3 separate regions of the Sus scrofa genome follow, and all the other regions are linked to region 3. The links are chromatin contacts, called in public HiChIP or PLAC-seq maps. All regions are on one chromosome and are shown on one strand. Each heading gives the region's core, a stretch centred on a gene start, on an enhancer-like site or on the middle of the called end of the contact. The rest is flanking DNA. Distances are from core to core; before and after follow the strand shown. Region 1 holds the start of LOC100739508 (glutathione S-transferase P-like). Region 2 holds the start of CDK2AP2 (cyclin-dependent kinase 2-associated protein 2). Region 3 holds the start of NDUFV1 (NADH dehydrogenase [ubiquinone] flavoprotein 1, mitochondrial).

Evidence for each region. HiChIP or PLAC-seq counts read pairs in DNA pulled down with a chosen protein or histone mark.
Region 1: a contact with region 3 is called in an H3K27ac HiChIP or PLAC-seq map of alveolar macrophages. The contact joins the promoter of LOC100739508 here to the promoter of NDUFV1 in region 3. A contact is called at or near these places in 1 of 5 promoter capture datasets (fetal liver), 3 of 47 Hi-C or Micro-C datasets (blood, fetal liver and retroperitoneal adipose tissue) and 1 of 2 datasets of contacts at active chromatin or transcription factors (alveolar macrophages).
Region 2: a contact with region 3 is called in an H3K27ac HiChIP or PLAC-seq map of alveolar macrophages. The contact joins the promoter of CDK2AP2 here to the promoter of NDUFV1 in region 3. A contact is called at or near these places in 1 of 5 promoter capture datasets (fetal liver), 5 of 47 Hi-C or Micro-C datasets (alveolar macrophages, fetal liver, heart right ventricle and 2 more) and 1 of 2 datasets of contacts at active chromatin or transcription factors (alveolar macrophages).

The regions. Positions count from the first base shown.
Region 1 is chr2:5,007,647-5,010,650 of Sscrofa11.1, forward strand. LOC100739508 (glutathione S-transferase P-like) reads right to left here and starts at 1,601. Exons shown (of 7, transcript XM_005660621.3): 1 at 1,334-1,601; 2 at 1,152-1,187; 3 at 609-715; 4 at 413-500. The coding sequence starts at 1,601.
Region 2 is chr2:5,023,903-5,026,711 of Sscrofa11.1, forward strand. It overlaps CDK2AP2 (cyclin-dependent kinase 2-associated protein 2), which reads left to right and starts at 1,354. Exons shown (of 4, transcript XM_005660628.2): 1 at 1,354-2,564; 2 at 2,652-2,752. The coding sequence starts at 2,738.
Region 3 is chr2:4,962,906-4,965,796 of Sscrofa11.1, forward strand. NDUFV1 (NADH dehydrogenase [ubiquinone] flavoprotein 1, mitochondrial) reads right to left here and starts at 1,306. Exons shown (of 10, transcript XM_003122438.5): 1 at 1,095-1,306; 2 at 1-33. The coding sequence starts at 1,166. LOC110259233 (a long non-coding RNA gene) reads left to right here and starts at 1,359. Exons shown (of 2, transcript XR_002341426.1): 1 at 1,359-1,584.

The sequences.
Region 1 (3,004 bases), core at 351-2,850, 45 kb after region 3:
CCTGCACGCTGTGCGCAGTTCTCCAGATTCGGGTGAGGCCAGAGCAGGAGGAGATGGGCAGGGATCTGCTGGGAATCCTGCGGTCACATCCACAATGGCCTCAAGCCTAAGCACACACGCGGTGGCTGGTGACCAGCTCTGAGCTGTCATCCAGGAAACAGGCGCAGTGAACCTACGAGGCACTGCCTGGCTGGGGGCTAGCCAGGGCTGGATGGCCCCTGCCTCGGGGGACTGGCAGCCCCAGCCCTATGACCCAGAGGCCTCCTAACCCAGGCCTGGCCCTTTCTTCAAGGGCCATCTGGCCTGCCTTCCGGCCGCGGGGCTGGTGGCAGCAGCTCAAAGCCCCAGGACATCTCAGCGTGACCTGTCAGGCACTTTTCTGGACTGGGCTGCCTTCGACCTCAGGACTCACCCAAGGAGCGGCCCAGGTGGCGCAGGATGGCATTGGACTGGTACAGGGTGAGGTCTCCGTCCTGGAACTTGGGGAGCTGCCCATACAGCTGGGAGAAGCACAGATCGGTGGGGGGGATGCCGAGTTTGCCACCTCCCACCCTAGGGTCTCCCTCCAAAGGCCCAGCACCTGCCCCTGCCTGGGTGAGGTCACTCACGCAGGTGGCCTTGAGTGGGCCCTGGAGCCAGGTCTCCTTGGTCACCACCTCCTCCTTCCAGCTCTGGCCCTGGTCAGCCAGCAGCATGCGCATGGCCTCACAGCGTCCTGGGGGAGGGGACGATGGGGTAGCGCGGCCGGGCAGAGACCCCAGCCTTGCAGGGCTCTGGGGGAGTCAGCAGTGTGGGAACTGGGCGTGGGGACAAGACAGAAACTCTAGCTTCTGAGCCTGCTGCGGAGATGAACTGGCCAGAAAGAGTGGAGCCCAAGGCCCCAACAGTGTCTTGGCGAGAGGGGACAAAGGCGAGACCCGGCCCACAGTGCGCCAGGAAGGGACCAGAGACGGATGAAGTAAAGCGCACAGACGATGCAGCCGAGAGGATGCAGCCGCGGGGAAAGCGGGTCTGGGAGGTTCCGCGATCTTGGCCCCGCCCGCGGCGACCGGCTTCATTGGCCTGTGGTCCAGGGCCGAGCCCCGAGCACCGGCTGCAGCCCGGAGGTCCGGCCTGTGCCCTTCGCCCTCCTGAAGGAGCAGGGACCTCACCTCGGGCCGGGAAGTAGACGATGGTGTAAGACGGCACTAGGAGAGACGGACAGACAGACAGACCGGACGGACGATGAAGGAGGACCCCCCACACCCCCTCCCCGGACCCGGGGGGTCAGACCCCCAGCAGAAGGGGTGGCTCAGCCAGGCCCCGCCCCCGACCCGGCCCCAAAGCTACTCACTGGCGGCGGCGGCGGGCAAGTGTGGCAGGAAGTGGGGAGGACCCGGAGGCCTTATATTTACCGTCCTGCTCCACCCCCGGCGCTCCACCCTGGGAATGTGCCAAGTCACGCAGCCTTTCTGGTGCGGCTGATTGGGAGGCAGAGCCGGAGGGGCGCACCTGCTCGCTGCGGGGATGCACCCCGCCTGCAGGCCGGCGGCTTTACCGGAGGCATCCAGACTTAGCAACACCCAGTCCCTAGTCCCTAGCCGCATCCGAACACGCCGCATCCGAACACGCCGCATCCGAACACGCCGCATCCTCACAGAGCGTCCACAGAGGGTCAGGACTGAGCGCCTCAGCACCAGCACACAGCAGGTGCTTCATAAATGCTTTTTGGCTCGAATGCATGCAATTTTAATAAATATCCATTTCCACATGGCTTCTCCTTGATAATAACAGCCGAGCCTTGGGGACTGAGGGCTGCCTTGAGAATTTTACAGATATTGCAACCCTAAGACTTGATCCTGTTCTGATTCCATGTTACAGCGGAGGAACCCCATGCACTGAGTGACTTTCCGGAGGTCACAACGTCTGGTTGGCATCAGGGGCCTCAGTTTTAACCCTTGTTTTCTTCCCTTCTGCAAGGCCTTGAAGGAACCCTTGGCCTTCTCCAAAACTTTTTTATTTTTTTATTTTATTTTTTTGTCTTTCTGCCTTTCCTAGGGCCACTCCCATGGCATATGGAGATTCCCAGGCTAGGGGTCAAATCGGAGCTGTAGCCGCCGGCCTGCGCCAGAGCCACAGCAACATGGGATCCAAGCCGTGTCTGCGACCTACACCACAGCTCGAGGCAACGCTGGATCCTTAACGCACTGAGCAAGGCTAGGAATCGAACCTGCAACCTCATGGTTCCTAGTCAGATTTGTTTCCACTGCGCCATGACGGGAACTCCGCTCCAAACCATTTTTGATTGAGTCTGAGCTCTGTACCCTTAAAATACTGGCTGAGCCTGGGGCTTCCCGTGGCTGGAAAGAAAAGGGACTGGAATAAGCAGGCCCTCCTGGACCTGGGAGGGTTTCCCTGCCTCCCTGCAGGCCCACCTGTAGCCCCAGCCCCGTGCTCCTGATTGTCCTTCAGGGTGCCGGGGGTGAGGGTAGGGGGTCCTCCGTGGGTGTGAGTGTCTTCCTTAGGAACTGGGGCCTGGCTGAGCCTGGCCCCTCTCAGCCTGGTCTCCCCATCAGAGGCACAAGCAAAGAGGACAGGTGTCCTTCCCAGGTGCGGAAGTAGCCAGCAAAGCATGCCAGACACCCAGCACGCCGAATCGGGGGCCTCCCTGAGCCTCAGCGGAGCCCACAGCTGCTGGGGGCTGGGAGGGGGTGGGGGAGGTGGCACCGGAGCTAGGTTCTCTCCCTGACCCACCGCTGGTGGAACATCTGCCCAGCAGCTTACAAAGAGCTTTCCTATAAATGGTCTCATCTCCACCACGCCCTGGGAGGGAGGGAGTCTTGTTCCCATTATGCAGAAGAGGACAGCAAGGCTCAGAGAGGTTCATGCACTTCTTTTGTGAACGAGCATCCCAGACCCAGGAGAGGGACAGACACCCAGTGTGGCCAGCCTCCTGCCAGCTCACACCCTCCAGCCACCGAGCTCAGGGTCCCTGGCAGGCTGCCCCAGGCCGGCCTGGCACTAT
Region 2 (2,809 bases), core at 104-2,603, 61 kb after region 3:
TTTATGTCAAGCTAAACATGAGCTCCTATTGAGAGCTCCAACTCCAATCCATTAGCCCATGGACTATTCTAACCTCCTTCCCTTGCTACCTGTAACTCCTCATTCCAACAGTGAGAAGCCATTCGTTCTACACTTATTTAATTTTGAATTCCAGTGTACGTGTGCAGTGGTTTCAGAATTGTCAACCCATCCCCCATGGGAAACCGCGTCATCAACCAGGGTCCAGTGCTTACGTGCAGATCTTTTTGTCTTTGTTCCTCCAGACTCCACTGATTTCCAGATTAGCACCTGATTCCCCCACCCCCTTCAGTGAGGCTGTTCCTACATTTGCAATACAGCTAGATTCTTTTGTCATATTCTGCTTTCCACCCTCGGATCGCCTGACCTTCTAAATGAAAAAGTTTACTCTTTGGTAACTGTCAAGGTCTTGCATGTACCATTACAGCATCATACATAATCACTTCATGCCCCCCCATCCCCTCTGCTCCCCCTGTTCAATTTTACCCCTCCCCCCTCTACCCAGCACCCCCTCACCCCAGCACCCTTGGCAACCAGTCATTTTTTTTACCTTCTGTATCAATTTGCCTTTTGCGGAATGCCGTACATTTGGGATCATACAGTATGTGGCTTTTTCAGACTGGCTTCTCAGCACTGTGTCTATATCTTTTCAAGGCTATAGATAGATGATTTCCTTTTATTGCTGAATAATAGTTGATTGTATGGCGACTGCTCAGTTTATCTGTCCATTCACCTGTTGAGTGGTGCCTCTCTGGGAAAACTTCTGTGATGTCACACTTCCCCTAAGTTCCAATGCTCCCTGTCCCAGTCTCCACATTGCCTTAGTCCATTGTGTGCTTTTGCTTCCCTGTCTGTCTCTCCTTGAGACTAGGAGCTCCTGGAGGACAGAAGCCATGGCCAGTTCACTTCCATATCAGTGTCCAGCATAAAGCCGAAGATGGGGGATGGAATCAAAATGTTTGCTGAATGAACGAATGAATGAATGTCCTGGACATGACCGGTACACAAAGCCAGAGAGGTTTTGAGAAGTAGCCTGGGAAAAAAGGGTTACGGTTTGGAGGAGAGTCTAAGATCTCAGGTTGTGAGGAATGAGATTTGAGGAGAGGGGTCTGGATAGAGAAATGGATAGGGAAGAGGAGAATGAAACATAAGCATTTTATGACTATTCGTTTAATCCACACAACAATCCTAGGAGATGGTTGTTCCTAGCGTCCCCATTTCACAGATGAGGAAGTTGAGGCCTAGGGAGGTAACTTGCCCAAGGGCAAGTGGGGGTGGGGGCTGAGGGTGCGATTAGACCCATCAGTCTGACCCCAGATGCTGCTGTAGTCCCTGATCCAGGACCGTCCGTGGTACAGAACCCGGGATGCCGTAAGTATTTAAGATTAGCTGTTCCCGCTATTATCATTATGGGGCACCGGCGTGGGGCCTTGGGGGAGGAGGGCAGGTTGAGGTCCAGGTAGTTGGAAGAGGGGCAGGACCCGAGGTCCAGGCAATTGCGAGGAAGAGGCGTGTCAGCAGCATTGGTGAGGGGTCCGTTGCCATGGGAACAAACGAGGCCCTAAGAGGGCGCATGCGCGGGTCGGGGACAGGTTGTTGAACCGGTGAAAGGTGACGTAAAAGCGCACGGGGTGGGGCGCAGGGCTGGGAACGTCAAAGCCCTGCGTCCTCCCGCACTCGGAGCGGCGGAAAGGCGCGCGCGCGCGCGCGGCAGCGGCGGCGACGGCGGCGACGACAGCAGCCCCAGCTGAACCGGGACGGCAGCGGAAAGGTGACGTACAAAGCAACGTGAGTGAGGCGTGAGGACGACAACCGCGCCCGGGAAGCCCCGCCGGGCTCGAACCGCGGCGGACCGGACCCAGGTCCGGCTTCCGAGGCTCCGCCTCTCGCGTTTTGGGACTAATCGGATTGAGAGCGCGCCGGCCCGGGCCGCGAACTCGCCAATTGCGGAGGGCATCGACCACTACCCAATCCGGAGCAGACAGGTGCGAGGTCCGGAAGGCGGAGACCAATCAGAAGCGGTTGCGGCCTGTTGGGGCCGGCCTCGGCCAATGACAAGGCCCGAGTGACGTCTTCGCGCACCAATCAGGAGTGAAGGAGCCTTCGTGCCCGCCCGCCCTTCCGGCCTGAGCTCTATTTACCAGGGGCGTGCTGCCGGCTTGCCAATCAGAGCGCAGCTAAGCGGCCAGGCAGCCAACCCGGGAGGAGCGGCCGGCCGGCGTCTGCCGCACCCAGGAGTTGGGGATGTCCTACAAACCCATCGCCCCCGCCCCCAGCAGCACCCCGGGCTCCAGCACCCCTGGGCCCGGCACCCCGGTCCCTACAGGTGAGGATCCAGCTCCACCCCTGCTCGCCTGTCCGGGCGGTGGAGGTCTCGAAGAGAGGACGGCCTGAGTTCTGCAGTAGTGGGCCTGCCGGCTACCCTCGCTGAGCCTCAGTTTACTGGCCTGTGATGTGGGCGTGGTCACGTAGGGCTTGTTGGTGAAGCACAGGGGGAGGGGTTTGTCCTGAAGTTTAGCAGCGTGAAGCCAAGCATCCCTTTGGAGGTAATCGGGCGAATCTGGTCCGGGGCTTGGAGCGCCGGGACGAGGCGTCCCTACCCCGCGCTGACCTCTCACTCGCGCCTGTTGCAGCTGGAAGTGTCCCATCGCCGTCGGGCTCGGTGCCGGGAGCTGCTGCTCCTTTCAGACCTCTGTTTAACGACTTTGGACCGCCCTCCATGGGCTATGTGCAGGTGAGTGGAGCCTAGGATCTTCCATAGGATTGCCTGTGGAGGAGGACTGGAGCCCCC
Region 3 (2,891 bases), core at 56-2,555:
CAGCGAGCCAAATGAGGTTTTCTTGGGCGCTGTCTGGGGACACAGAGGGTCAGCAGGCTCAGCAGAGCTCTGAGGTCACAGGCGCCAGGTCAGAAGGTACAGATTCTTGGGTGTCCCTGATTATAGGGCTGGGCTGGGAGGAGGGTGGGGACCTAAGCCTTAGAACCCTTCGCAGCATTGTAGCTACCACCACCACTTCCCGTGAGCAGGCACAAGGCTAAGCAACTTATATCCAAAGCCCATTGTATCTTCATAACTCTGAGATGGGAATGATTCCCATTTTATAGAAGAGGAAACTGAGGCTCAGAGCAAAATGGAATTATGGAAGGGCCCACACCCCAAAGCAGCAGAGGAATCTAAGCTCAGGTCTGGACATGGCCAAAGCCCACCCCTAAACCACAGCACCGCACTACCTCCCTGGTCCCAATGTGATGTCATGTCCATTTACTGGTCTGGCCGTGCCACTGGACCAAAACTTGGTTAGGCCAAAGTCTTACATCACTCAACTTTGCTGGAAACAAAATGTGTTTTCTGAAGGAAAAGAAATGCCTCACTGGGGCTGGGACACAAAATGACAGAGGGAGGTCTGCTCGGGATAAAACTGTGGAGAGATGAGGTCTGGAATTCCATATGACCCAGCTGAAGGCTAAGGGGACCAGGCTTCCCAACACCCATCGCCTTAAAAAACAATATAAGGAGCAGAGCGCTGAAGAAGGAATGAAGAGGCGCAAGTCCCTCTCCAAAGATGCCGATCTTTTCTGCATCTGTAAAATGGGGCAATGGCACCTTCACGCCCTACAAGGTTGTGGCGAGGAAGGAATGGCCCAAGGACGCGATGCCGCCTGCAAAATGTTCTGCTAGGTCGCGCCCCTATTATATAAGGGAAGCCAAGGGCTGGGGGCGGGGGTGTATCAGCCTCCCGTTTGTCCCTGTTCCCCTTCTACACCCAGGCAGGATCGGCATCCTTCCACCCGGCTGGGAAGATGAGGGTTTGTCCAGAAAGCACTAACAGCCCCCAGGAAAGGCGCGCGCACAGGTGCGGCCGCGAGACCCGGCCCGCGAGCACTCCTGGCCCAAGCCAAGCTGGGCCTCACCGTGTCGCCGCTGAAACGCACAGATACTCGCGCGGGGAGCGACCCGCCGAGCAATCGCCGTGCCGCCAGCATCGCGGGAGCCAACCTGGTCACCTCCCGCTGTCACCTTCACAGCTCTGAGGCTGAGGAACCGGCGCGACCGAGACGCTAGGCGGCGCACAGGAAGAACGTCACGCGCCAGGGCGCCGGCGGCGCGCCCAAGCTTCCCTGCGCCGCTCGCACCCCCGCCCTTGGCCCCGCCTCCTCGTAGGAGGGCGGAGAGGCCGGAAGTGGCCTGTCTGGCGCTGAGGCTGCTGGGAGATGCAGTTCTGTGTACTTTTCTACGTCGGCGAGGCTGTCCTTTCTACCTCCGCGGGGCTGGCGATTAATCTCTTCCTCTCCTGCTCTGCTTTTTCACATTCGCCCGGGACCCTCAGATCTTTCGGCCTCCCTGTGAACAAACCACGCATGTCACCTTCTGCTGGATTCTGGTGTTTTCTACTTTCTACAGGTTCCGCATTTTGTGTGCTCCGTGGTATGCACAGGTGTATGAGGGGAGGAGGAGAAATCTGATCGGTTACAGCCCGACCCTCATGAATGCGCGTCTGTGATTTTTGCCCCTCACCCACGACGAGCACCCCTGGGCTCAGGGAAGGATTGCTCTTTAGCCACAAGGAACGGGGCCGCTCCAGGGCAGGCAGGGGCTGCTGGCGGAGGTCTCTCCAGAGGAGGTGTGTCTAGCTGGAGTCCTAAGTAGGTTGGGGTTGCGGCCCAGAGGGTGGAGATGGTCAGTGGGTGGCACGTCCTCTTTCTCATGCTGCTAAATTCTGCCAGCCGTTCCTTCAGTCCACATCAGGAGAGTTTGGCACTTGGCGCTTCTGGTCAAAATCCCGGCGTGCCCCCCACTGCCTTCTCAGCCAGGCCATAACCTGGCATTTAAGGACTTTGCCCATCCCCTGCAGGGTCAGGCCCAGGCCACATCATGCCCCATCCTACCAAGGCTTCTTCCTTTGGGGGCTTTAGGGCGTCTCTGTCCCCTGCACCACCACCATCCTCCATGCTCCTGTGACCTGAGAAGGTCCACAGTTCTTTGCCTTCTCTTGAATCCTTGAAGCCTGACTTACTCTTTGTCAGTCCTCTGAAACCCTTTGGCTCTGAGGCCTATGGTTAGCATGTCCTTTCCGGTCTCCCCCCCACATCCTCAAGTCTCTTGTCCTGTAATTATCCGTAGGTCTCCAGAAATGTGCTGCTTACAAAGGAATGTGACTTTGTTTTCTCATATATTCCCCACAGTAGTCTTGGTGGATAGTATCAACTCCATTTTCTATTTTCTTTTCTTTCTTTCTCTGTTTGTTTGTTTTGTTTTTTGTTTTTTGCTTTTTAGGGCCACACCTGCAACATGTGGAAATTCCCAGGCTAGGGGTCGAATCACAGCTACAGCTGCTGGCCTATGCCACAGCCACAGCAACTCGGGATCCGAGCCGCGTCTGCAACCTACACCACAGCTCACAGCAATACCAGATCCTTAACCCTCTGAGCAAGGTGAGGGATTGAACTGGCATTCTCATGGATCCTAGTCAGGTTCGTTAACCACTGAGCCACAAAGGGAACTCAAACTCCATTTTCTACATGAAAAAAAAAAAAAATCAGGGCCCACAGAGGTTTCATTTCTTGTCTGTGGTCGTGAAACTGTTGAGTGGTGGAGCGAGAATCAAACCCAGGCCTTTCTTCCTTCCCAGAATGCCTCCCATGCAGCAAACGCTCAGAACAGAACAACATCAGTGGTGTTTCCAAAAGAGGTGGCGAGAGCACGGCACC